Linked DNA regions of Mus musculus: all the other regions are linked to region 1. A link is a contact called in public Hi-C, HiChIP or PLAC-seq, Micro-C and promoter capture Hi-C data. All regions are on one chromosome and are shown on one strand. The core of a region is the stretch at or near the end of the contact, and the rest is flanking DNA. Distances in the headings are between cores, read along the strand shown.

The links. Promoter capture Hi-C pulls out the DNA fragments that hold promoters and counts their contacts. Hi-C and Micro-C count contacts between places; a contact is called where the count stands out from the background. HiChIP or PLAC-seq counts read pairs in DNA pulled down with a chosen protein or histone mark.
Region 2: a promoter capture Hi-C map of stem cell-derived epiblast-like cells shows a contact between it and region 1, with 3 times the contacts expected there. The contact joins the enhancer-like site here to the promoter of Sh2b2 in region 1. A contact is called at or near these places in 4 of 39 promoter capture datasets (embryonic stem cells, neural stem cells and stem cell-derived epiblast-like cells), 1 of 15 datasets of contacts at CTCF or cohesin (embryonic stem cells), 10 of 484 Hi-C or Micro-C datasets (the N1E-115 cell line, embryonic stem cells and palatal mesenchyme) and 1 of 9 other capture datasets (embryonic stem cells).
Region 3: a Hi-C map of bone marrow-derived macrophages shows a contact between it and region 1, with 24 read pairs. The contact joins the enhancer-like site here to the promoter of Sh2b2 in region 1. A contact is called at or near these places in 12 of 39 promoter capture datasets (3T3-L1-derived adipocytes, the C10 cell line, the HPC-7 cell line and 8 more), 3 of 15 datasets of contacts at CTCF or cohesin (the NIH/3T3 cell line and embryonic stem cells), 63 of 484 Hi-C or Micro-C datasets (the AML12 cell line, the AtT-20 cell line, B cells and 35 more), 24 of 115 datasets of contacts at active chromatin or transcription factors (the NIH/3T3 cell line, SST interneurons, Th17 cells and 15 more) and 3 of 9 other capture datasets (adipose tissue, liver and pancreatic islet).
Region 4: a contact with region 1 is called in an H3K4me3 HiChIP or PLAC-seq map of bone marrow-derived macrophages, with 7 times the contacts expected there. The contact joins the enhancer-like site here to the promoter of Sh2b2 in region 1. A contact is called at or near these places in 14 of 39 promoter capture datasets (the 3T3-L1 cell line, 3T3-L1-derived adipocytes, the HPC-7 cell line and 10 more), 1 of 15 datasets of contacts at CTCF or cohesin (the NIH/3T3 cell line), 2 of 484 Hi-C or Micro-C datasets (the AML12 cell line and bone marrow-derived macrophages), 14 of 115 datasets of contacts at active chromatin or transcription factors (bone marrow-derived macrophages, craniofacial prominence, embryonic basal ganglia and 10 more) and 3 of 9 other capture datasets (adipose tissue, embryonic stem cells and liver).
Region 5: a contact with region 1 is called in a promoter capture Hi-C map of embryonic stem cells, with 2.3 times the contacts expected there. The contact joins the enhancer-like site here to the promoter of Sh2b2 in region 1. A contact is called at or near these places in 5 of 39 promoter capture datasets (the 3T3-L1 cell line, embryonic stem cells, liver and 2 more), 1 of 15 datasets of contacts at CTCF or cohesin (embryonic stem cells), 7 of 484 Hi-C or Micro-C datasets (the G1E-ER4 cell line, the N1E-115 cell line and embryonic stem cells), 4 of 115 datasets of contacts at active chromatin or transcription factors (bone marrow-derived macrophages, embryonic stem cells, epiblast stem cells and 1 more) and 1 of 9 other capture datasets (embryonic stem cells).
Region 6: a contact with region 1 is called in a promoter capture Hi-C map of trophoblast stem cells, with 3 times the contacts expected there. The contact joins the enhancer-like site here to the promoter of Sh2b2 in region 1. A contact is called at or near these places in 6 of 39 promoter capture datasets (the C10 cell line, HPC-7-derived erythroid cells, cranial neural crest and 3 more), 4 of 484 Hi-C or Micro-C datasets (CD4 T cells, bone marrow-derived macrophages, cumulus cells and 1 more), 14 of 115 datasets of contacts at active chromatin or transcription factors (the NIH/3T3 cell line, bone marrow-derived macrophages, embryonic forebrain and 6 more) and 3 of 9 other capture datasets (adipose tissue, embryonic stem cells and pancreatic islet).
Region 7: a contact with region 1 is called in a Micro-C map of embryonic stem cells, with 2.6 times the contacts expected there. The contact joins the promoter of Ywhag here to the promoter of Sh2b2 in region 1. A contact is called at or near these places in 1 of 39 promoter capture datasets (pre-B cells), 1 of 484 Hi-C or Micro-C datasets (embryonic stem cells) and 1 of 9 other capture datasets (liver).

Annotation. Positions count from the first base shown.
Region 1 is chr5:136,243,007-136,246,534 of GRCm38.p6, reverse strand. It overlaps Sh2b2 (SH2B adaptor protein 2), which reads left to right and starts at 1,595. Exons shown (of 9, transcript NM_018825.4): 1 at 1,595-1,906. It overlaps Gm30408 (a long non-coding RNA gene), which reads right to left and starts at 1,100. Exons shown (of 4, transcript XR_868600.2): 1 at 918-1,100.
Region 2 is chr5:135,799,128-135,802,655 of GRCm38.p6, reverse strand. No RefSeq gene overlaps it. Among named protein-coding and RNA genes, the nearest start is that of Srrm3, 17 kb to the left of the region's middle. Within about 2 kb of position 1,510, at least 21 of the 459 cell types and tissues checked have an H3K27ac peak or open chromatin away from gene starts, as enhancers often do. A contact at or near this core is called in the N1E-115 cell line and stem cell-derived epiblast-like cells, where this site is marked.
Region 3 is chr5:136,663,145-136,666,672 of GRCm38.p6, reverse strand. All of the region lies in intron 2 of Gm38722 (a long non-coding RNA gene), which reads right to left. Among named protein-coding and RNA genes, the nearest start is that of Myl10, 29 kb to the left of the region's middle. Within about 2 kb of position 1,947, at least 23 of the 459 cell types and tissues checked have an H3K27ac peak or open chromatin away from gene starts, as enhancers often do. A contact at or near this core is called in the AtT-20 cell line, the Ba/F3 cell line, the HPC-7 cell line and 3 more, where this site is marked.
Region 4 is chr5:136,640,504-136,644,031 of GRCm38.p6, reverse strand. The region is part of intron 2 of Gm38722 (a long non-coding RNA gene); the gene reads right to left. Among named protein-coding and RNA genes, the nearest start is that of Gm38722, 9.9 kb to the right of the region's middle. Within about 2 kb of position 1,646, at least 54 of the 459 cell types and tissues checked have an H3K27ac peak or open chromatin away from gene starts, as enhancers often do. A contact at or near this core is called in bone marrow-derived macrophages, hematopoietic stem and progenitor cells and pre-B cells, where this site is marked.
Region 5 is chr5:135,902,506-135,906,033 of GRCm38.p6, reverse strand. No RefSeq gene overlaps it. Among named protein-coding and RNA genes, the nearest start is that of Hspb1, 16 kb to the right of the region's middle. Within about 2 kb of position 1,958, at least 250 of the 459 cell types and tissues checked have an H3K27ac peak or open chromatin away from gene starts, as enhancers often do. A contact at or near this core is called in the N1E-115 cell line, bone marrow-derived macrophages, embryonic stem cells and 4 more, where this site is marked.
Region 6 is chr5:136,582,174-136,585,701 of GRCm38.p6, reverse strand. No RefSeq gene overlaps it. Among named protein-coding and RNA genes, the nearest start is that of Cux1, 16 kb to the right of the region's middle. Within about 2 kb of position 1,836, at least 61 of the 459 cell types and tissues checked have an H3K27ac peak or open chromatin away from gene starts, as enhancers often do. A contact at or near this core is called in bone marrow-derived macrophages, embryonic stem cells and trophoblast stem cells, where this site is marked.
Region 7 is chr5:135,933,111-135,936,638 of GRCm38.p6, reverse strand. Ywhag (tyrosine 3-monooxygenase/tryptophan 5-monooxygenase activation protein, gamma polypeptide) reads left to right here and starts at 1,998. Exons shown (of 2, transcript NM_018871.3): 1 at 1,998-2,316. The coding sequence starts at 2,230. It overlaps Gm40346 (a long non-coding RNA gene), which reads left to right and starts at 2,323. Exons shown (of 2, transcript XR_868594.2): 1 at 2,323-3,528.

The DNA.
Region 1 (3,528 bases), core at 346-2,845:
CCAGAATCCTCGCCAGTCACTGACAGCTCACCATTGAATTTAAGCCACAACTTAGATCCAGGTAAGTCCTCTTTCATGTCCCCAGCATCCCATCTCCCTAAGCAGTGGGGACAGTGGGTTCTATAGCCAGACCACCCAGGGGTTCAGTTTCTCTCTCACCCCTATACTACCCTTCCTGACTGGGAACCTCCTGGTTCACAGCCACATGAGTTCAATCAATGGCTGGATTCCAGCCTAAACTTTCATTAAGTGTTTGCTGGCCAGGTCTAGAGACAGGGCAGCTGCTGGTCCCTGTGTGGCTGAGAAGAAACAGGTACCCAGGCAGGCCTCAACAGAGGTCTGGCTGGTTTCGGTGGCCCCCAGCAAGTTCCCATGTGCTCAGCACACCCCATCTCTCCAATGTCAGCCCAGTTCCCCCAGCCCCATGCCACCCCTGCTGCTTCCTGGAAAATAATCAGTGAATCTGATTTCCTGTGAGTGAAAGGACTTTACAAAGGTCAGAGGCCACCCCGTGTGGGAGGAGGGCAGCAGATGGAGGCACTCCAGGCAGATCACAGCCTGAGGTCAACACAGACAGAAGTCTCCCTGAAATGGGGAGCAAGGAGGAGAGGAGAGCAGGCCCAAGGGACCATATCCACTGCAGAAGCCACAGGCCTCACCTCTGAGCATCCCCTCACACACCTGTGGGGTTTTGTCGTTTTTTTCGTTTTTTGGCTTTTTGAGACAGTATGTACCCTAGGCTGGTCTCAAACTATTGCTTCCCTCCTCCGTCCGAAGCGCGTTGGGATTATGGGCATGTGTCAACCCCATCTGACTCCTCCCCGCGCCTCTAGTCACCAGGTTATTCCATCTCCTCTGGTCTCTTTACCCCTCGGGATGCCCTAGAGCGCCACCAGAGAAGTCAGGCCAGGCAATACCTAGTTCTGGTTCTGTCGCCAACCCAGAGTGAGGACTTCGCAGAATCCTGGACGACCTCAGACACCTCTCCTGGTGGGACCAGAGTAAAGCTGAGTGGGGAGGACCTGTGTGTAGGAGCTCTTCCCCAGATCCGAAATCCTGGGCGGTTTCCCGCACCCCGAGGGCAGGAGGAAGACAGGGGGCGTGGCTCTGGGCTCCTGGATGTTGAGAACCAGACAGACATTTCCTTGGTTGCGACATCTGGACCTCCTCGAGGCTTCCATTGTCCTCTGGCGGAGGGTCGGCCTACAGCGCCCGCCCCTGTCTGACTCTCAGTAACCCAGAGACATTTATAGGGTGTCCACGCCCGGGGTGACCCATCACGTAGAACATCCTCCAATCCTGCCCTTGGGGGCCACCACCCTGGGCTTCGGGAGACGCTCCCACACGAGAGGGATTCCTTCGACTGGCAACGAGACCTGGGCACCCGGGTCTTTCTGCTCAGCCACTGTCCGGAGGAAGACAGAGCGGTTAGCCGGCGCCACTGGGGCTCCGGAGAGAGAGCCGGGGTTGGGGGTTGGGGAAGGACTTGGGAGCGTGGCTAGTGGCTCGCGCCGCGTGGGCGGGGGGTGCGGCAAAGGAGGGGCCTGAAGCGGGGGGGCGTGTTGGGGCGGGGCTAGTGGTGGGGCGGGGCCCAGAGGCGCGCGCTGCTCAGGCAAGGAGGAGGGCCAGGGGCGCGCGGCGCGCGAGTCTGGGATCGGAGCGCGCGGAGCTCGGGAGCCTGAAGAGGGAGAGAACCTCAAGGGGGCCGCACCAGGACCGCCAAGACCGCCTCGCAAGCTGCAGGCCAGGGAAGCGGGAGCCACCCCCGCTGCCGCCGCCACCGGCCACCAAGGGCGGAGCTACGGCCCGGAGGGCCATGCGCCACCGGGTCCGGGGATCCCAGCCGCGGTCCGGGCAGCGCTCCTCCGGCGCCCCAGCCCGCGCGGCCGAAGCTGCGCGCCTGTAGGTACGGCCTGCTTGTTCTCAGCTCCCTGTCCCCACGGTCCTTTACTCTACCCGGTGCCCAGCTGTCCCCGAGGGTGTGTGTGTGTGTGTGTGTGTGTGTGTGTGTGTGTGTGTGTGTGATGAGGTGTGTGGTGTGTGCTCACCGCCTCCCCGGGAAGCGCGGTCGCACGCGCCCGGGTCCGAGCGTGTCTTTGTGTGCACCGGTGGGAGGGAGGAGGACGCGCGACAGAGGGGGATGAACCCCTCTGGGATCGGATCCTAGACCCACTGCCCAGGAGAAGTGGAGAGTAACGGGAAGCTGAGGTGGGAGAAAGAAGCCACCTCTGGAGCAGCTGAGCCCCTTTCCCCTCATCAGACCCTGGCTGGTTGGAGGGGCGAGCGCAGCTGGTCCTCTACAGGAAGGGATCCGATGCTGGGGGGAGGGGACGTTCAGGTCTCTTCCAGGGTCTGGGAGGAGGTGGGTCAACACAGCATGAGGGTGATGGCTACACGCTGGGGTCTCGCTGGGCCACAGTGACCCCGTGGGGACACTCTCTTTCCGGCCCAGGCCCTCTTTCCCACGGCCACTATTCGTGACCCGCCCACTCTGGAGCTCCGGAGCAGCCCCGGGTTTGAGAGGAGGATCGCCGAGGGTGACAGGCCGGCGCCTTTAAGAAGGGGCGGGTTAGTGCCCTCCATTCAGCCCCTTCGGCCTAGGCCATTGATGAACCTGTGAGCTGCGCGTGTAGGAAACGCGCCAGGGCTGCGGGCCGGAGCCAGGCAGAGGCTGGGACGCGCCAGGGCTTTCCTACCCTTCCACCCTCGCATAGAGTCCCTCAGTGGAGTCTTTGAGGTCAGAAGTCTGCAGTGATCGGACAGTCGCAGGGTATCCCCCAAAGAGGCTGTGAACGTGGGTAAACCAGAGTCTAGTTCACCAGAGGTGATGTAGGGGGTGGGGCTGTCAGACCAGTGTTGAGCTTCATCTCTGCCCCTTTGTGGAATTTTTAAAAATTTTTGCTTGTTTATTTATGAGTGTGTGTGTGTGTGTGTGTGTGTGTGTGTGTGTGTGTGTGAGTGTGTGAGGACAACTTTCGAGAGTCAGTTCTTTCTTTACATGGGTTCTGGGGACCGAACTCAGGTCATCAGGCTTGGCGCACGTCTTGTTACCACTGAGCCATCTCATCAACCTGATCTCTGTCTGCCCCCTGAGCTGAATTACCTCGTGTGCCAAATAAGTGTTTCTGCCAGGGGATCTGATGGAATTGCTCCTCTTGGGGAGCACCCTTCCTACTTGGGCAGTCACCCCCCAGATAAGTGGTTCCCCCAGGAGGCTGTAAGGAACGGGGAATCTGAAACCGCTACACTGTATCACCTTCAATATATATCTTTTGATTTCCAAGATGTCTGGGGGGGAAAAAATCTTTCAAAATCCCATTCGGCTAGTGTGAGGCATCATGGTTTTGTTTGCTTAGTTGTTGTTGTTTGAGACAGTCTCACTATGGCCTGAAACTCTCTATGTAGACCAGGCTTGAAGTGAGAGAGATTTCTGCCTGTATTTAATTGATTCTTTTTTTTTCCATTTTTTATTAGGTATTTAGCTCATTTACATTTCCAATGCTATACATATTTAATTGATTCTTAAAT
Region 2 (3,528 bases), core at 261-2,760, 440 kb after region 1:
CTCGTGCCCAAAAACTCAAGGCTCAGCACCGTACCACATCCTCGTAGCCCCCTTCATACATGATAGGCCAGCTCTACATGCAATGGGCACCCACACGCATGCGCAGTGCTCATCCCCACAGCGGACTGCCGAAACACTTTGCCACCACGTGAAAGATATCTTAAAGACAGTCTCTTTTTTATTGTTTTCTTTTATTAGATTGATTGATTGATTGTGTGTATGCGTGTGGAAGCCAGGACAGCCTGTGGAATTGAGTTCTTTCCTTCCAGCTTGTCAAGTGGTCAGGTTCAGTGGCAACCGTCCCCCTACCCCCACCCCACATGAGCCAGCTTGCCAGCCCAGCTCCTCCTGTTAAGTTTCTATCGAACGTTGTATACTTTGCCCATCCTTGTTACATGGGATGCGCCTCCATGTTACTGACGCAGAATAGATGCTCAGAGAGAGGAAGCAATGCTCTTCGCTCTCCGCAGGAATTCGGAGTGTGGCCATTCACACTAAAGCCCAACACTCAGGAGGAGGAAGAGCGCCATGAATCAGAGGCAAACCTGAGCTGTAGTTTCCCGCTCCCATACACACACACACACACACACACACACACACACACACACACGAGTATAGATGGCAGTCACAGGCAATTGTGCTGTCCAGCGTGGGTGCCAGGATCTAAACTCTGGTCCTCCAGGAGAGCATTTTGCGGTGCCATCTCTCTTCTACATTGTTTACAAGGCAAGAGCTGATGCTGAACTTGGTTGGAGCTCACACGGGGGTCATCCTGGCTCCACTTCCTCAGTGCTAGGTTAGGCGAGTGTCACCAGGACTGGCCCTTAGCCTTTCCGAGGATCTGAACTCAGGTCACTAAGCTTATGCAGCAAATGCTTGCCCAACAGAGTTGATGCCTCAGCCCCCACCCACGTTGATGCTGATAACCCTCAAGTTTCTTTCTCGGGGTGAGTGACACTCCTTAGGGGCCTCCCTCACATGGTGGGATAGCTAGCGGGGTGGAAAAGCCAGACAAGGACATCTAGAGTTTACTCTACATGGGCAGCAGCCGTGGTGTGGAGAGACCCTGATGCGCCTACTTCTGATTCGCCAGTGCAGGAGTTATAGCTGTGGACCACCACCCACCATGCCTGGTTTTACCCTCTGCTGGGGCTATAAGCCGGGGGGCTTCGTGAATTCTAGGCAAGCGCTACCAACTGAGCCTCTTTTCTTTGTAAGTTAATTCCCTCAGATATTTTGTTATAGTGCTAAACAACTGCACATATATACACACAGGCATCACATGCATACTTCATACCATACACACACACACATACCACATATCACACACACACAGAGAGATACACACAGACTACACTCACAAGTATCACTCAGCACACACAGAGAATCTCTCTCCACCCCCAAGCCTGAGAAAAGAACAAGGGCAATCCCCCTGCCTGGGCCCAGCCAGGCAGCCTCCCTCTGGCTGAAGCTAGAGCACAGTTAACCTAATTACCATCCTGGGACTGCCTGGTGCACAGCTCAGCTCCCCGCCCGGCTGGGAGCATATTAAAACCAGCAGGAGTCGGGGAGGGAGGGAGCCAGAGGAAAGAAGCTATTTTTAGGTAGCAGGTGGGTTTGTAACAGGGCTGGCTGGTTGAGAGGGGAGGGGCTGGACGTCGTGATGGGGCCGAGGTCAGGGCACAGGGTAATCTGAAGAAGATCTGTTGAAACTAAATGGGGACCAGGGCAGCTATGGTCTCCCCAGGGAAGTGGAGAGGGGCCAAGAGTTGAGAGAAGAGACTTGGTTGGTTCTGAGACAGAGCTGTGCCTGCTGGGGTTGGGGACCGAGACAAACCACCCTCAAGGGTCGCTAGAGCAGGGAAGAGCAGAAATTACTCAAATAGACGGAAGAAGGTGTGATTTGATAGCCCACCGGTGGCCTAACACAGATAGTTACCCAGACACACAGACAGGCAGACATACACAGGCACACACATACAGACACAGACAGACACACACACACACACAAGATGGACATACATACACACAAACATGGAGTAGAGATGCAACATCTTGTCCCCAGTCTCCAAGATAGGAGTGTGACCACCTGGGGCTCACCAGCTACTCCAGGAGTGGCTGGTTTTCCCTGTTCAGGCCTTGATCTGGGGACAGCCCCTTTCTGTCCCCCTATCAAGGGTCACTAAGATCCTGAGCCCCAGCAAGGAGCACAGTGAAACACACACACACACACACACACACACACACACACACACACAAGACATGAGAACTTGGTTGAACCAACAACCCCCAAAATGTGAAGGTTTTGTGTTCAAGGCTCACTCAAGTTCAAGGGGTGAGTGGTGACCGGGGAACTGGGAAATTCCCAAGATGTCTAGCACATGACCTTGAACTTCCCAAAGCTACAGGGCACCTTGTCAGAAGTAGAGGACGCCCCACAGTAAGAGAGCCTTGGGTTCAAATTTCAGCTCCCCTTACCTGCCATGTGAGTCTGAACTGTCTCTCAGGCATGGAGTCCCTTGCCCGGAGAGTGGAGTTTGGATAGTTGTGATGAGAGTTAAAAGAAGCCCATCTGGAGCTGGAGAGATGGCTCAGCCATTAAGAGCACTTGCTAGTCTTCTAAGGATCAGAGTTTATTCCTGAGCACCAACCCGGATGGCTCACAACTGCCTGTAACTCCAGCTCCGGGGGAATCTGATGCCCTCTTCTGGCCTCTGTGGGTACTGCACTCACAGAGATGCACGCATGTAAATTTAAAATAATAATAATAACAACAACAATAATAATAATAATAAACCTTTGTTAAAAAAGAAAGCTGATGCTGTGCATGGTGGTATGCACTGGTATGCACATTTGATCCTAGCACTCAGGAAGCAGAGGCAGGAGGATATCTATAAGTTCAAGGCCAGCATTGTCTATGTAGTGAGTTATAAGACAGCCAGGGGTACAGAGTAAGACCCTTAGTAAAAATTCTTCCGCCTTAAAAAAAAAAAGAAAGCTGAGCTTAGCTCAAAGATTGGGCGCTTGCCTAGTGTGCGTGAGGCCCTGGGTTCAGTCCTCAGTGCTAAAACTAAAACAAAAACAAAACAACAAATAAAACAAATAAATAATGCTATATTGGTTCTGGAGCCAACGTGTCTAACACCAAGGACTTAGCAGGGTTGGTTCTTTCTGGGAACCTTTACCCTTATCTTTGTTTGGTTTTGCTTTCATCCTGTGTGAAGGTGGTGTGTGTGTTAGTGTGTATGTGTGTGTGTTGTGGTATGTGTGCTGTTTGAGTGTTGTGTGTGTGCATGTGTGTGTGTGTATATGCATGTGTGTTGTGGTGTATGTATTGTCTGTGTGTTATGTGTATGTGCATGTATGTGTATATGTGCATGTGTGTATGTGTCTGTGCATGTGTGTGTGTGTTCCTGTTCCCATGTGTGTGCCTAAAGCTGATGTTGGGAATTCTCTCTCTCTCTCTCTCTCTCTCTCTCTCTCTCTCTCTCTCTCTCTCTCTCTCTCTCTCTCTCTCTCTCTCTCTCT
Region 3 (3,528 bases), core at 698-3,197, 420 kb before region 1:
TGTGTGTTTTACACACCCACATACATGCTCGGGTGTGTTTCACAACTGCACTCCCACTGAGGGCACTTGGTGGGATGACTCAGTGGTCACATCTGCAGACCAATGCTGCTGAACCCATAAGTTAATTATTACTGGAGCTGGGGAGATAGCTCAGTAAAGTGCTGGCCACAGAAGCATGAAGACCAGAATTTGATCCCAGAACCCATGTAAAAAAGCCAATTGTTGTGACATTCATTTCTAATCCCAGCGCTGGGAGCCAGAGGCAGGTGGACCCATGCTGGCCAGGCAGCCCAGACAAACTCATGAACTGTAGGCCAGTGAGAGACCCCGTCTCAAAAATAAGATAGACATTGTCCTGAAGACTAATACCTGAGACTGACCCCACAAGCACTCAAGTGTACGCCTTTACACATGAACATCACACAAACACATACCCCAAATCCACAGGCATACATTCAGGCAAAGCACTCAAACACATTAAATTAAAGTTTGGGAAAGTAAATATATATAATCTTTTTTTTTTTTTGGTTTTTCCAGACAGGGTATAATCTTTTTTAAAATCTTAACAAAGTAAAGTCCATACTGAATGGAGGCTGCACAGCATCCTCTTCATGGTCCCCACCAGAGCACCTCACACTTCCAAACTGACATCACGAAGCAGGGGAGCCCTTCAAGTCCTCCCATCAAGAGGGGGTCCTCAAAGAAGTTTTCAGCCCTTCCTTGGATCCAGGTAGGCACCTGTGAGCCCAAGAAGGGGTGCCAAGTGTGAAAAGCAGGTGTTCCCCAAATCCCACAAGCACGGGGGCTGCAGTCACATACTTCTAGAATGAGGGGCATTTATATCCACAGGCACATCATAAACAAAGATCCACAAGTACACAGAGAGACACACAGTCATACAGACAGACAAACACACACATGGCTACACATACAGACACATGCAGACAGACACACATATAGACAGACAGACATACACATAGTCATACATACAGATACACACAGACAGACAGACACGTACATATAGACAGACAGACACACATGTCCACACATACACACACACACTCATATACAGACAGACACACTCACACATAGCCACAATATAGACACACACATACATATACACAGCCACACATACACAGCCACACATATACACACTCACATACAGATATACCCACACAAAGATGCACACTCACACATAGCCACACAGACAGACAGACACATAGATATACACACACACACATGGAGACACACACATACGCAATCATACACATAGCCACACACACACATAGACAGCAATTCATTCACACACTTACACGCAAACAGATACATACTTGAAAGCTAGCATTTATTTACAGAGTCACCCCCATGCAGGGAAATACATTCACACACAACAGACACACAAACATACATGCGAACACACTAATACCCAAATTCACACACACTGACACTCCCTGAGTCATTTCTTCTTGTTTTCCTCCTCCTCCTCTTCCCTCTTCCTCCTCCTCCTTCTCTTTGTTTCTCCCCCTCATCTCATTTGTACTAGTCTCACATAGCCCAGGCTATCCTTGAATTCATTATGCAGTCAAGAATGGCTTTGAATTTCTGATTCTCCTGCCTCTACCTCCTGGGTGTTAGGATTACAAGTGTGCACCAATGCCTGGATGCCCATAGTTTGTCTTAAAGAATACTCTATACTAGGAAGTTGAGAGCAGAGCAACTACCACATGGACACAAAAACCCAGGTCGGGCCAAAAGCAGGCTAAGACTAAGGTCGGGGCTACGGCCAAAGTCTAGTTAGCACTTGCCGCTGCGCCACCCACTTTCTCCTTATTTTGGCCTCTAAGTGTCAGGAGTCATAGCCCAGTGAGGGATCCAGACTCCCATCTCTCCTTTGCTGTTCTCTCTTTTTAACAACCAAGAAACGGGAAGTTAGACTGGTTTCCACAAACACCACTAGGTGGCGCTCCGCTAACGAAAATCTGAATGGACCGCACGGCCAGCTCATCCAGACCAAGGCTGACCTCCTGCCTCCATCTAAGTCACAGTGCCCCAGGTTCTCAATCCCTGTGTGTCCCAGCCTCAGCTTCCATTTAAGGCCTGAGGCAGATAAATGGGAGAGGGGACAAGGTTAGCTTATGGCTGCTCCCACCCAAGTGGTTCATATCCACTCTGCCTCCCTAGTTTCTAGAACGGAACAGAGGCAGGGTCAGGACGGGGCTCATTGGTAGAGCCGCACCTACAAACACCCAGTGAAGGAGCTGGGAGCCTGGCTCAACAGCAGAGCACCTGCAAAGCCCTGGATCCTAACTCCAGCACCAAAACTTAGTGAGTTAATCAAATTAAAAGTGCGATGATAGAGCCAGGCATGGTGGCAGCTGACTATAATCCTAGCAGCACTCGGGAGGCTGAAGTGGGTAGAAATTGGATTTTAAGGGCAGCCTGAGCTATGGTGAGATAAAGGTTCAGTAAGCAATAGTGACTCAGTTTCCCTCTTTCAGTTCCCCTGGGACAGCACTACCTAGCATCTATCTTTGCCCTCTCAGTTTGGGGGGGATGGTTTCAAAGCCCATAGAGAGATGGGAAGACCCATACTCTCCACTATACCCAAACGAAAGGGTCAGAGGCCCAGGTCCACCACTGAGCCGGCCCCATCCAAGGGAGCAGTTTTAATTTTACTGCTTGTCAGTCCAGGATCCATCCAACATTCCTTCCTCCAGGAAGGCTTTCATGACTTACTCCTAAGTAAAGACTCCAGCTGGACCTTCTACAGTAGGAAGTCCTGGGCCACAAAGTACTGTGGACTCAGAAGGTCCCCTAGTCAGACACACGGTGGGCTTGGCCAGTTGTCAGTGACGGGCTCTGGGGCAGAGATAGAATCACGATACTGGATCTTGGGAAAGCCTGTGAGGTGTCAGACACTGGTGTGATTAGAAAGGCCTTTAGGGTAGGTGATGAAAACTTAGAAAATACCCTAAGAGAAGTAGGTTTCATCTCATGTCATGAACCTCACTGGCTCAGAGAGGTCAAGTGGCTGATAGAACATCACACAGCAGAAGCAACACACAACGTGAGGCTGAGTGAAAAAAAAAGGGGGGGGAAGGAGAGGGAAAGAAAACTAAAATTAAGAAAATAAATATATGGGCCAGGTGTGGTGGCACACGCCTTTAATCCCAGCACTTGGGAGGCAGAGGCAGGCAAATTTCTGAGTTCGAGGCCAGCCTGGTCTACAAAGTGAGTTCCAGGACAGCCAGGGCTACACAGAGAAACCCTGTCCCGAAAAAAAAAAGAAAGAAAGAAAGAAAGAAAGAAAGAAAGAAAGAAAGAAAGAAAGAAAGAAAGAAAGGAAGGAAGGAAGGAAGGAAGGAAGAAAGGAAGGAAGAAAGGAAGGAAGAAAAGAAAATACATATATATATGAACACATGTATACACATGCACATACACTCCTTAGAATAGTCCAGATGGCACCTTTAACTTGTATCAAATGTTATCTACTTCTGTAAGACTCACCCCTAGGTACTATCTGTCACC
Region 4 (3,528 bases), core at 397-2,896, 400 kb before region 1:
CCACCTATATAATCCCAGCTCTTCTGGCTCCTTGGGCACCTGAACTTGTGTGCAAATACCTTGCTCCCTAGTCCCCTCCCCCGTGTGCATGTGCACACACACACACACACACACACACACACACACACACACTGAGAAATAAACCTTGGGCTTGAGAGAAAGCTCAGCGCACACACACTGATCTTGCAGAGGACCTGAGTCCAGTTCCCAGCATCCAGGCTGAAATTCCAGCTCCAGAGGAACCTGACTCCTGTAACCTCTGAAGGTGACTCCACACATGTGTGCATACTTCCTTCTGCTCCCAACACACACACACACACACAAATACGTAAGTAAATAAATAAATAAGTCTTAAAATCACATGAATAAAATAACATTTTAGACCAACAAGAACACACACACACACAAAAGAAAACCATACGAAGATAGAGAACATTTAAGGCCTCCTTTCTGGGACCCAAGGAGGACAACAGAGGAAGCAAGCAAAGCCCACAGACTCTCAGCTTTCTGACACTCTTCTGGGGCTACCTTCCGGAATTTGATAAGTGCAGCATCGTTGTCTGTTAACTTTGAAAGCTAGGGGTTAGGGATGCAGAAGAAATTGCTCTTTTCTCAGTTTTCTTTTTCTTTTATTTTTTAAAGATTTATTTATTATTATATGTAAGTACACTGTAGCTATCATCAGACACACCAGAAGAAGCCATCAGATCTCATTACAGGTGGTTGTGAGCCACCATGTGGTTGCTGGGATTTGGACTCAGGACCTTCGGAAGAACAGTCAGTGCTCTTAACCGCTGAGCCACCTCTCCAACCCTTTTCTCAATTTTCAATAAGCCAATATGTAGTGTAGGCAAGAAAGAGATGCTGTATAGTTGGGTAATATGGTACATTTCTGTAATCCCCACAGTAGAAAGGCTGAGGCAGGAGGATTAGAATTCAAAACCAGCCCGAGCAACTTCGAACATTTCTACCTCCCAAAAAGTATATAGAAGATGAGGGCCTTGGCTCGAGATTCAAATACTCACCCAACATTCCCAGGACCTTGGGCTCAATGTCTAGTACCTCCGAGTGCTAGGGACTGAGCCCACTTGGAGGTACTAAGTATTGTACCCAGGGCCTTGTGGGTGCTAGGCAAGTACTCTACTGCTGAGCCATGCTTGCAGCCCCAACTGGAAGATTCTATGCAAGTGTTTTCTCACTGAGCAACAGCCACAGCCCCTCCCTACCTAACTACCTAACTTGGCCCCCAGCACCTGACAAAAACCAGGTAAACACTATGTCACATGCCTACCACTCTGTCATACTTCTTAATTTGAGACAGGTATTTACTGAGTTGCCCAGGCTGGCCTGAAACTTGCCATCCTCTGCCTCAGCCTCTGGATTTCCTGGGATGCTATGACTGAACCACCAGGTCTAGCAGCATCCTCTAACTCTAGACTCCCTGCTAGCTTGCTGCGCTGGACACACCAAGCCTCTCCCCAGCCCCATCCTCTCAGCCTGGTGCAGCCCCCCTCCCTGCCGTCAAGGCTCTGAGGGTTGGAACGACTGGCTAATGACAGGGAAAGTGCTGAGACGACAGGTTATTTCAACAGTGTCCTCATCCGTTGGGTATTTCAACATTCTGTGTTTGTGCAAGAGCCATAATGGGACGCGTCATAAACTCACACTGTCTCAAAGCTTGGGCACGTCGTGGCGGGATACGGGGGAACTGTCCGGGTTTAGCAATCAAGCTGTCTCCAGGCTCTGGCTCCTTAGGGTGAGTTGGGCTCGGCCCATGCACAGCCCTGGAGAGAAATCTCAGGATGTCAGAGAAAATCCAGAGCAATTACCTCTGGGGGTAGTTAGATGAGGGTACAGATATCAGGCCCCACTTTTCTGCCTGCCAGGAGGGAGGAGGGCTAGCTTGTCCCTTCACCAGGCCTGTGAGGGAGGAGGTCACCAATGACCTCATGAGGACAGAGGTTGTGAATCATGGCTCAGACCTGGTCCCATTTCCTTGGAGGAGAGCAGGCATGTTGGTCTCCACTGGGGCTCCTTTGTGCCTGGAGCTAGTCACCACCATGTCTTGATGGATATTCCAAAGAACTAACTCTTGAAGAAGGCTGTAAGAACCCAGTAGCCTCCTATAGGAAGCCACATTTGGGATCAGAATTATCCAATCAGATCAGCTGTGACACAAGATTTGGTTGAGGGGCTAAACTGAAGGGGGAGTGTGGAGGAATCACCTCAATGAAGCTGAGAATGAGGCTGAGAGAAAGGCAGAAGAGCTTTCATTGGGTGGGACAATACCAATCATTCTTTCACTGTTGTGTGTGTGTTGGGGGGGGGGGTTGTGTGTGTTCCTGGGGATTGAACCTTGTAGATGATAGGCAAACACACTACCATTGCCTGAAGCCCATAGACCCTTAATGGGGGATTCTAGGCAGGGGCTCTACCACTGAGCCACGCCCCCAGCCCCTCCCTGGGGGGATTCTAGGCAGGGGCTCTACCACTGAGCCATGCCCCCAGCCCCTCCCTGGGGGATTCTAGGCAGGTGCTCTACCACTGAGCCATGCCCCCAGCCCCTCCCTGGGGGATTCTAGGCAGGTGCTCTACCACTGAGCCATGCCCCAGTTCCTCCCTGGGGGATTCTAGGCAGGTGCTCTACCAGAGAGCCATACCCCAAGGCTCTCACTGGGTATTCTAGGCAAGGGTTCTACTCCAGTATCTCCAGTCTACATCACTGGGTTCCTGATTCCTCCCCTGATCAAAGGAATTGAGTCTTACTTTCTCTGGTCAGAAACTGATGTCTTGGTGTGATGGATACACTCTGCCTTGGAGTGGACTTGCTCACCTCCTCAGCCTTAGTTGCTCATCTGCAACCCCGGCGTGATAGCATCACTTTCAGACATAGCCAGGAGCAAGTGAAGCATGAATATTGCATGGCATCAGTGCAGGAGAGAAAGTCTCATCTTATTCTAGAACCTTCTGTGGCTCCTTCACAGACTACTTCCCATAGCCCAGTACCTTAGGTATAGGATGAACTTTCTTCCTCTTTTGGCCCCAATTCAGCTTTTAGTCTCAGTCTTATGGTCCAGCTGTAAACTGCACAATTAGTTCATTCCCCAGGAAGCCTCTAGATCAGCGGTTCTCAGCCTTCCTAATGCTGCGGCCCTTTAATACAGTTCCTCATGTGTGGTGACCCCCAACCATAACATTATTCTGCTACTACTTCATAACTGTAATTTTGCTACTGTTATGAATCAGAACGCAAATATCTGATATGCATGGTATCTTCACCCACAGGTTGAGAACTGCTGCCCTAAAGAGCTGTTAAGCCAAGAGGTTTATTTAGCAGCTCAACAACCCTGATTGGGTGACCACTCAGGAGGCACCACAAGCCACTGTGGGGCCTGGAATGGAACCGGAACAGCTCACACATGGTAACTTGTTTACTCTGGTGCTCATCATGACCCTGGTGTGCTGGCCAGTTTTATATCAACTTGATACAAGCTAAACTCATTTGAGAGGCAGGAACCTAACTAAGAA
Region 5 (3,528 bases), core at 709-3,208, 340 kb after region 1:
TTGCCCCCTCCTCAGCCAATCACTAGAGAATGTTTGACGGGTGCTGTGTGGTATGTATGAGTAGCCCTTGCTTGCTGGGGGATCCCCCTCCCCCAAGCTGTGCCTTGGTTGTTAGTGCTTTAGTTAGTGTGGGAACTTTGGATTCCACAGGAGCAATAGTGCTTTCCAAAAGTACTTTCCCCATATCAGTTAGAAGGGGTTTTGCCAGCCAGCCAGGCAGTGGTGGCAAAGATTGCCTTTAATCCCAGCACTCTTAAATTTGAGGCCAGCCTGGGTCTACAGGATGAGTTCCAGAACAGCCAGGGCTACACACAGAAACCCTGCCTCAAAAAGGGTGGGTGTGGGAGAGAGAGAGAGAGAGAGAGAGAGAGAGAGAGAGAGAGAGAGTGTGTGTGTGTGTGTGTGTGTGTGTAAGGAGTGTTCCCTAGAGTTGAAGATTCTTCTTGCAAAAGAACTGCTGGGAATACTGCTGTCCCTCCACAGTGCTGACTTCTCAGTCTGCGTGAAGTAAGGGAGGGGGGCAGAAGGGTGGAAACCTGGCCCCTCGGTCAGGAAACGAGAGTTGGGCAACTATCGGCTGGGTAAGCCCAGCCTGTTCTGAGTCAGTCTTTGAATTTTAATCATTCTAACTGTTGTCCAGAGCCCCACCATGATATACCCTATTGTGGGGGCAGAAGCTAGAGGTGCCATATCATTGGTATATGTGGTGCATTGACTTAAAAAACAAAACAAAAAACGCAAGGTTTTATTTCTAGTCTGGAAGTCAGAATGCCTTTCCCTTCCAAGTGCTGGGAATAAGGGCATTGGACAGAGACTAAGCCGTGGTCACGGACTGGATCCCCCTCTTAGACGTTTCAAGACAAAATGAAGCTGGGTAAGGATAACAGGCCCTGGGAGGGAGCTCAATCAAATTGGTAAAGTGTTTGCTTATCATACATGAAATCGAGCCAGGTGTGGTGGTGCACACCTTTAGTTTCAACATTTGGGAAGCAGAAGCAGGTAGATCTGTGAGTTCAAGGCCAGCCTGGTCTACAGAGCGAGTTCCAGGACAGGGCTACACAGAGAAACCCTGTCACAAAACAAACAAACAAAAAAAAACAACAAAAACAACCCACAAACTCCATGCACATCAAGACCACCAGGGTGCATGTGGGGGCACACCTGCTGAAGTGGGGTACACCTGATATTCCTAGCACTCTCAGAGGCTGGAGGCTGAGTTCTAGATTGAGAGCTGGAGCCGAGGCTAGGTTGGGAAGAGTGTGCCGTGCTTTTACCAGGACCCAGCACCCTGGCAAGCCAGGCGACCTGTGCTCCAAAGGACCGTCAACAACTGATGCTTGCTGCCTTCCAGCCTACCTGAGGAAATTCACATCCCAGGTTCAGGAAAAGAGCCTGGCTCCGGAAGAGGCAGTAAGCAGTAGAGGATACCCCAACACCCTCTTCAGGCCTCTGCATATGCCTGTGTACACAACACACCCACACAAAATCTTTTTTAAAGTTGCAAGGTAATGTTCAAGACTAGCTTGGATTGCATGAAACCAGTCTCAGAAAGAAAGGAAAGCAAAGTTAAAAGCGGGGGAGGATGCTGAGAAGATGAGGTGCAAAACGAAGACACATTTCTGGGGTTCAAGGCCTACTTCCATACATTTCAGACTAGCTTGGGCTGCATATGACCGGGTCTCAAAGTTTTGTCAGGCCCTGTGAGTATAGAACTCCAAAGACGGCTAGGAGCAATGTTGTGAGTTTGAAGCCAGAGTCATACAGTTAGACCTTGTCTAAAAGAAACAAAAAAGGAAAGAAAGAAAAAAGGCCAAGGAAGGTAGAGCGTTAATACAAGATCCTGGAGTTGGGGTAACTGGGATTGGGATTCAGGAATCTTCCCTTCTGGGATCTATTTTCCCCAAACCCTCAATGACTCCAGCACCGACGTCCTCTGCCTCCCCCTGGTGGGTACTGCCGGTTCTGCAGCTGTCCCCGTTAGTGCGGGTATTTGCTTCCAGCCTTGAGCCCAGACCCTGATGACAGTAGCGACCTCGAGGCCAGCCCATCTGAGATCTCCATTCCCGAGTTTCTGCATGTTCCCCTTCCCAAACACCTGGGCTTGAAACGAAGGATTGTGCTGCCTGCGTGTGCCCATAAGAGCCAGGCATCTAAGAGTGACCACTCTCCTACCTCTGGCCATTGCGGACTGCCCAGGTACCCGGCTGTAAGCTAGGCAGGGCTGCGGCTCAGCCCCGCCCCACCCAGCACGGAGATTGCCTTCTAGCCCGAGCGTGGCAAGAGCCAATCACAAGCCAGCATCTCGCCTCCGTGCCAATGGCCGGCCTGTTGCTGGGTCTCGCATCCCTCCTTTGGAATTCGCCTGCCGAGCCCGCCGCAGTGCTAATGCGGAGCTTATCATGGCTTCCGGGTCCTCTTCACTCCGCTTTGTCTCCTCCTTTGTAGTCCTTACCGAATAATCTGCTTTGGCCTTTTAGGGCGTAAAAACCTCCTTTAGAGGGTGGTGCATCAAGCTCCAGGTGGTCCTCGCCCTCAGGGTTGCTATAGAAACAGTGACCCACTCTCTGACCTCTAAGCTTGCTGCAGTCCCTAATCTCCATATTATCTTCCCGAACCGATCCCAAGAAATCTATCTACATTTCTCCTGTGTCCTTAACTGGGGAACCGGGGCTCAGCATCTTTGTGCTCCAGTCCACATACTCTGGGAGAGCCCAAAGGTGAATGACCAATATGCCAAGTTTCATCCCCTCACACGCTGGCCCTTTGGTAGTGGGCTATGATAGGCTATGATAGTCCGGGGGACCTAGAAGCCAGTTTCTTCTCTCTGTAGTATTCAAGGCCCCAGCCAGCTCTGGTCAGATATTTACGATTTCAAATTAATGGTGGCCAATTAGGAATCAGCTTGCAACAAGGTCAGAAGAAGAAAAGAGTGTCGGCTCCTCCCTTGTCATTTTCTAACCATGAATTAGGGAGATGAGGCTAGGTGTGGAGGTGCACGCCATTTATCCCAGCACTCAGAAGGCAGTGGCAGTCTTATGACAGTGAGTTCGAGGACAGCATGGTCTGCATACCAAATTCCAGGACAGCCAGATAGACAGCTACATAGTAGTAGTAGGAGGATTGGAGGAATTGTGTGTGTTTACATGTGTGAGTGAGTTCTCTCCTTCCACCATGTGGACCTCAGATATTAAATTCAGGTCTCTCAACAGACTTGGCACGGGCTCCTTTCTCCACGATGCCATCTCATTGGCTCAAAGATCAGTTTTCTGTCATTCAGCCATGCCTCATCTTGTATGAGGGAAGAAAAATCAGGGTTTGAATTCACATTTCACTGTGTCCTAAGTATGCAGGGCATACCATTTAGCCTACCTACCTCACAAAGAGTGTCGGTGGAGGGCTACACAGAGAAATCTCAAAAAATCAAACCAACCAAACACACACACACACACACACACACACACACACACAGAGAGAGAGAGAGAGAGAGAGAGAGAGAGAGAGAGAGAGAGAGAGAGCAAACTATAACTC
Region 6 (3,528 bases), core at 587-3,086, 340 kb before region 1:
TAGCACCTAGTTTCATCCTTGATACCTGTTGGAGATACTGGGCTTTTGTTTGTTTTGTAGTACCGAAGGTGAAATGGGGTCTCACATCTGTAAGCAAACCCTCTACAACTTTGTCATATCCCCAGCCCCTCACTGGGTGTTCTAGGAAGGGGATCTACCACTGAGCCACGCCCCCAGCCCCTCTCTGGGGGATTCTAGGCAGATGCTCTACCACTGAGCCACGCCCCCAGCCCCCTCCCTGGGGGATTCTAGGCAGGGGCTCTACCACTGAGCCACGCCCCAGTCCCTCACTGGAGGATTCTAGGCAGGCACTGAACCATGCCCCGAACTCCTTTTGAAATTTATATTTAAATACAAAGGTTTCATAAAAATTTTCCGGGCTATCTTTGCGTTTACTCTGTAGTCCAGGTCGTCCTTGGGGTTGCTATTCTGTTAGCCTCTTGAGTACATAGAATGACAAGACTTTGCCACTAGGCCTGTCTTTATCATGTATGAATGGATGGCTTGCCAGGGAAGCTTAACCTCCCAGGCTAGAGCTTGCTGGCTAGACAGCTAGCCGGGAGGAGGCAGGAAGTTCCCGTCTGATTTCCACAGTGTTTTTGAAGTGCCGGCTGTCCTTTGGAGCTGCTTGCCTCCTGGATGGTTGTTGCAATCTTGGCCTCGGGACACAAAACAAGGAGCACTCAGTTGCCTGGTGGGATGTGAGGTGGTAGGTGGGAAGACTGGTTTATTAGGCTTCTGGGTCTTTGGACTTGGAGCAGCTTTGGTGAATCACTGGACCTCTGGGGAGTTGGGGAGGTGAGAGTCCAGAGGCTTAGGAATCTGGGAAAGACAAGTCCATTGCCATGGTTACAGCCAAGCCCAGTGCACCAAAGGGTGTGTGTATGGAGGAGGAGTCAGGACAAGACACTTCTGCTCAAACAAGGAGGGGAGGTTGTCCAGGAAGTCCACTTGAACCTCTGTGATTTACTCTTAACTTACAGGATATTAAAGGGACCTTGACTCAGAGCCCTCTAGCCAGACTGAAAACTACCTATGACCTGAAAAGGCTTTTTCATGAGTGACAAAACTAGCTTACCAGCAGTTTCCCCTGAGGTCAAAAAAGCTGCAGGCTTCTGTTGATTTCATCACCATCCATGAAGGCAGGTGTGTGCGGTCACTTCAGGCCTCTCTGCTCCTTCTTTGTGAGTGGATTGAGAGAGGTGAGAATAGGCAAGAGCCCTGTTCTCATCTAGGAGGCATCTTTTTCTTTTGTCTTCTTCTTCTTTTTTTTTTTTAATTAGGTATTTTCCTCATTTACATTTCCAATGCTATCCCAAAAGTCCCCCATACCCACCCCACCCCCACCCCCTTTTGTCTTCTTAATGTTACTCAGGATGGAACCTAGGGCCGCCCATACAGGATAAGCAAGCATTCTTCCACACACCAGAGAACTATAGGCAGGAGCTCTACCACTGAGCCACGCCCCCAGTCCCTCCCTGGGGGATTCTAGGCAGGTGCTCTACCACTGAGCCACGTCCCCAGCCCCTCCCTGGAGGATTCTAGGCAGGGGCTCTACCACTGAGCCACACCCTACCACTGAACCAGACCCTCAGCCCCATCACTGGGGAAGGGGTTCTAGGCAGGAGAGTGGAGAGTCCTAGACCAGCCTAGGCTATCTCACAAGACCTTGTCTCAAAACACAAAAGTCTGAGCTATGACTATTGTAAGACACATTTGGCCTAGTGAACAAAATTAATTGTTGCTATGACAAAAATTAGGCACAATTAGTGAGCAGACATACTGAAGGAAGGGTGTGGCCAAAGATCCCTTCAGGAATGAGGAAGAAGAAGCAAAACCGAAACTGGCTGAGAGCCAGACAAAGTGGCACTTGCTTGTAATCTCAGCACTCAGGAGGTGGATGCAGGAGGATCAGGAGTGGAGTGTCAGCATGAGTTACAGGAGACCCTATCTCAAACAAGAGTGTCTTGTGCCAGGCCTAAAGCTTTCAGTATAGTAAGTAACTTAATTAATCCTAGCAAAAATCCCACAGGGTCCTTTTGATAATTATGAGGAGGCAGAAGCTGTTTTGTTTTGTTTTATTTTGTTTTGTTTTGTTTTTGACAAGGTCTCATATACTTCAGGGTAGTCTTAAATGCTCTATACAGACAGGATAACCACAACCTCTGTTTAAAAATTAAATTCTTATTTCTGTGGATGCACATGTGTTTGTGAGTATGTGCATCTAAGTGCAGGTTCCTGTGATGGCCAGAGAGGGCGCTGGATCCCTAGGAGCTAGAGTGTAGGTTACTGTGAACAATCTTATAGGAGTATTGGCAACTAAACTGAGATTTTCGCCCAGAGTAAGTGTGCTTAATTGCTGAGCCACCTCTATAGCTTCTGACCTTGAACTCTGGATCATCCTGCCTCTACCCCTGAGTGCTGGGATTATAGACATGCACCATGCTAGGTTTATGCATGTTGTAGATGGAACCAAGGCTTTATTTATGCCTGCTGGGTAAGCAATCTACCAACTAATGCATGGCCGCCCCCACCCCACCCCTTTCTTTTTTATCCCAACATTGGGAATTAAACCTGGGATATTGCATACACTAAGTAAGCTTGATCTATCACTGTGCTACATCCCTAGCCTAGAAACTGTATGCTTTATTTTATATCTATATTCCAGGTGTAGTTGCACACATATTTAATCCTAAGCATTGTGAGGCAGAGGCAGGCTATGAGTTCAAGGTCAACCTGGTCTACATAGCTAGTTCCAGGCCAGCCAGAGCCTCATAGCAAGAGACCCCCAAACATATCAAAACCCTTTACATATTTTTTCCTTTAACTATATTTTATACATATGAGTGTTTTGCCTGTACAAATGTTTATTCACCACATTTGAGTAGTGCCCTTGAAGGCTAGGATGAGGTGTTAGAGCCACTGGGACTGGAGTTACAGACAATTATGAGCCACCAATACGGGTGCTGGGAAATGAAACGGGTCATCAGGAAGAATAACCACTGAGCCACCTCTCCATCCCCCGAGACTGTTCTTAGCTCTTCACTGTTTCACCATCAGTATGGGAAGAGCAGTTTATGTTAAGTTAGTACTGAGGACACTGAGGTAGACCGGTTAGTAACCGATTCAAAGTTACCCAGGGAACACGCTGCCCGCATAGTGTGTGGTTCATGCCCCACCGTTGTTTGTGCCTTCTCAGGGCTCAGAGACACAAGAGCACCGAGCTCTTTTTGCTTCAGCTGCAGCAATAGCTGCAGCAGTAACAACCTGGATTGTTCCAGGGAGCCCGGGTAGGCGGGTTTTTAAGGAGAGGCAGTGACAGGAAATTTGGTCTATTGTTTAAAAGAAGAGGTGCAAACAAGTCCTGGACTTTGAAGTGCTGAATAACAGATTCCTCTGGGAGCAGAAAGGCGAGAAGCTACAAGATTCCTGAGCTGGTGTCAAATGCACCGCTCTGAGGACGACGGGGAAAGGGGGGTGGGGGGGTGGGATGTGGTGACCTTAGGAGAAACTGGGGCAGGATTTGAG
Region 7 (3,528 bases), core at 749-3,248, 310 kb after region 1:
AGGCTGGAAAAGGCTATCAGATTCTCCAGAGCTAGAATCACAGGCAGTTATAAGCCAGTAGACTGGGTGCTAGGGACCGAACTTGGGGCTCTCTGGGGGATCAGCCAGCAAGATTAACCACGGAGCCACTTCTTGAGCCTTTCATCTTTTCCCATTCATTCATTCATTCATTCATCTTTGAGATGCTGTCTGGGCTGGAATTACCAGCAATCTGGCTGCCTCTGCCTTCCTGATGCTGGGATTAAAGACCAATCCTGATTGTTGAGTGTAAAACAAATTAATAAAAAAGAAAGGAAAGGATATGAGTGGTCCTAAGGTACGGCTAAGGAGAGAGTTTATTACAGGTAAAAAAGGGGCAAGGTGGCAGCGCATGCCTTTAATCCCAGCACTTGGGAGGCAGAGGCAGGCAGATTTCTGGGTTCGAGGCCAACCTGGTCTACAGAGTGAGTTCCAGGACAGCCATGGCTACACAGAGAAACCCTGTCTCGGGGAAAAAAAAAAAAGATATAAAAGAGGCATAGCCAGACGCAGACACATCTGGAAGAGTCCAGAGTGGTCATGACCCTGAACCATGAAGAAAGGGGAACCAGCCAGGAAGCCAAAGGTACAAAAGGAGCAAAACAAGGGGTGGGTAAACAAAAAGTCTGGATTATATAGGGAAGAGCCCCTGGGCAAAGGGCAGCCCCTCCCCCTGTGCCCCAGCTGGCCTGGAGAACCTGGAGGCCAGGTTCACTTTGGTATGTTAAAAGTTAGTCAGCTGCTTGTTGTGGGTTCAAACAGTTGTCTCCTTTTTTTTTTTTTTTTTTTTTTTTTGAGCCGAGTGCTTTGTCTGCTTTGTGTATTGTTGTGTGCTAATGTACAAAGTCATTGGAACTGGGCCGGTGCTCAACGTGTTGAATGGATGAAGCAAAACTCTACAGTCAAGGCCATTGTGTTGGTGCATGCCTATAATTCCAGAACTTCGTCTAGAGTCACCTTAAGAAGTGTAAGACCCTACTTCAAACCAAACAACTCATAAAAACACAATGAAAATAAAATACGCAGTCAAAACTATAGCGGGTGTGCGTTCAGGCAGGCGTTGGTCCAGTTCACTGGAGAGGAAGAAGGGAGTCCCCCAGGGTCAGTCTGCAGGCAGCTACACCATTTAGGGAAAATAGGCAATATACCGGGCGGATATGTGTCATTCTATGATTTCATCCAGTTAAGTCCGATGTTAAAGTGCATCACTGGAGACTGCAACCATGGTGGGTGTGTGTTAGACAGTTGTCCAAGGGTTGCATCATTCACGCGGCCATCTCTAGGACAGGTTCACCTTTTCCATCTTTTCCATGGTGGTGGTTGGGCAGTTTGGATTTACGGTGTCTGTACTTCTTCTGCCTACTTTATATTCGTGTTTTTCCCCTACCCCTCCACCATGACCAGTTACTTCAGTTTCAGAGAGTCCAGATCTAAGGCCTTGACCTTTTCTTTCCTTCCAACTGCCCAGAGGCTATGGGGCGAGGCCGTGAATCAGCACTCGCTTAGGCTAGTGTAGACTGCTTCCCCGCCAGGGGTCCCCAGCGGCTGCGGGTTAGACCCTGCCCCCCATCCGGTCCGCCTCTGCCTGCGCGCAATGCCCACTGGGAGATGTAGTCTCCACCACCCCTTTGTCCTTGGTCTGCTCTGTAATTCAGCTTGCTGCAGGTCAAACTACAATTCCCAGGAGGTCACGCGCCAGAAGCTATGCAAAAAAAAAAAAAAAAAAAAAAAAAAGGGGGGGGGAGAGGCCCCCAGGGGGCAAGGAGAGGTGGGTTTGATGAAGCTGAGGATTTACGGTAAAGTGAAGAAAGGGGCACATTAGGGAGCAGTGTAGTACTGGGGATACACTGAGAAAATCGCAAAGAGCCACCGCGAATGTTCCAGTAGAAGAGAAGCCCAGTAAATGCAGGACCGGGCGGGACCGGGCGGGGCGCGCGCATGCGCGAGTAGGCGGTGACTTTTACGTCACCCGTGTGGGCGGGACCGCAGGGGGTTGTCCGCCCGCGGCACGCATTGGAGCCGCAGCCTCCTTGCGCCGGGTCCCGCGGTCGCAGCTCGTGCCGCCTCCTTCTCCTCCTCGTCTCAGTAGCTTGCTTCGTGGGTCGGTCCCTCCGACACACGAGCTCCAAGCCGCTCCTCTCTTTTCCTGAAGCCCTTCAAGGCGGTCTTCGGTTTCCTTCTTTCCAGCCGATCCTCTTCAGCCCTGTGAAGATGGTGGACCGCGAGCAACTGGTGCAGAAAGCCCGGCTGGCCGAGCAGGCGGAGCGCTACGACGATATGGCCGCGGCCATGAAGAACGTGAGTGTCTCCTCCCCTCCCCCCTGCCTCGCCCCAGCCTCTCCCGACACCGCGTTCCTCGGCGTGGAAGGCATGCTCCAGGGGCATGTTGTCTTGTCACGACTATAGGGTCACCTCTCCATCTCACTCCTTGGAGGGGTTGGGGACGGGGGCTCATGCACCCGAGTGGTGACGCGGCCTCTTTCCCAGCCTCTCCGAGTTCGGGGCTGGGGCGGGGTCTTGCGTGGCTGGTTTCTGCTGTGGGGTGGGGGTCTCTCTGTGACCCTGAATGTCCAGAGACCTGAGTTGGGGGCCGTGCGCATCCTTTGTGCCCCACTTCCCCTCCTCCCAGTTTAGGCGTGGGGGCGGGGGGACCGCATGGATGCGGTTCCTCTTTCTCTCCCTGGTGTCTGGGCGGCGCCTTCCCCATTCACTCAGCAGGTCTCCCAGTTTGCCGCCTCCCCACTCCATCACCCCCCCCCCCAATCTTTCCCACTGACACATCCTTTAAAGACGTTTCGGGAAGAAAAAAAATGTAGGACCCCCTCTCCTAAAAGAAAAAAGAAAAAAAAACCCAGCCTCAATGATGTAAAATCGAAACCACCTTTCTCACGTTTTTTTTTTTGTTTTTTTTTTTTTTAACAAAAGGCTTCCTTTTAACCATTCCCCAAAGCAAGTCTGTTAGGAAGGGAGGGATATGTGTGTTGCTGGCATTCCCATTCATGGCCCTCTATATAGCATCTTCATTTTTCATTTTATTTATTTTCCATTTCAAAGGGTTAACTATAATGCCTTTGAATGTTAACTGACTGAGATATGCAGTTTCTCTTTTAATTGCAGGCACGAGTCTGCAGAAATTCGTTTGAGTGTAAAAAAATATTCTGTCTGATCTGATACTGCAAACAAAGCGGTGGTGGGAGGCAGTATCAAGTCATTCCAGAAGATTCTGCATTTGTCATATTGCAGAGAGCCTAGACTGGGTGGAGGCTGGGAGGATTTATTTTAAAGGGGAAAAAGTCTTTTTAAAAGAATTTTTTTTTTTTTTGTTAAATGTATCCGAGGCTTTTTTTCTTCTGACCTAATGTATCCTCGTTCTGACGAGAAGGGAATACTGTCGCATTTTTGTCTGAGATGCAAAATCCTAACTAGTTGCACCATTTTGTCAGTTACTCTCAATTTATTAATGAATTGGGGACCAGTTTGCCAGCGGGGGTGGGGGGGAGGTGCTCAATA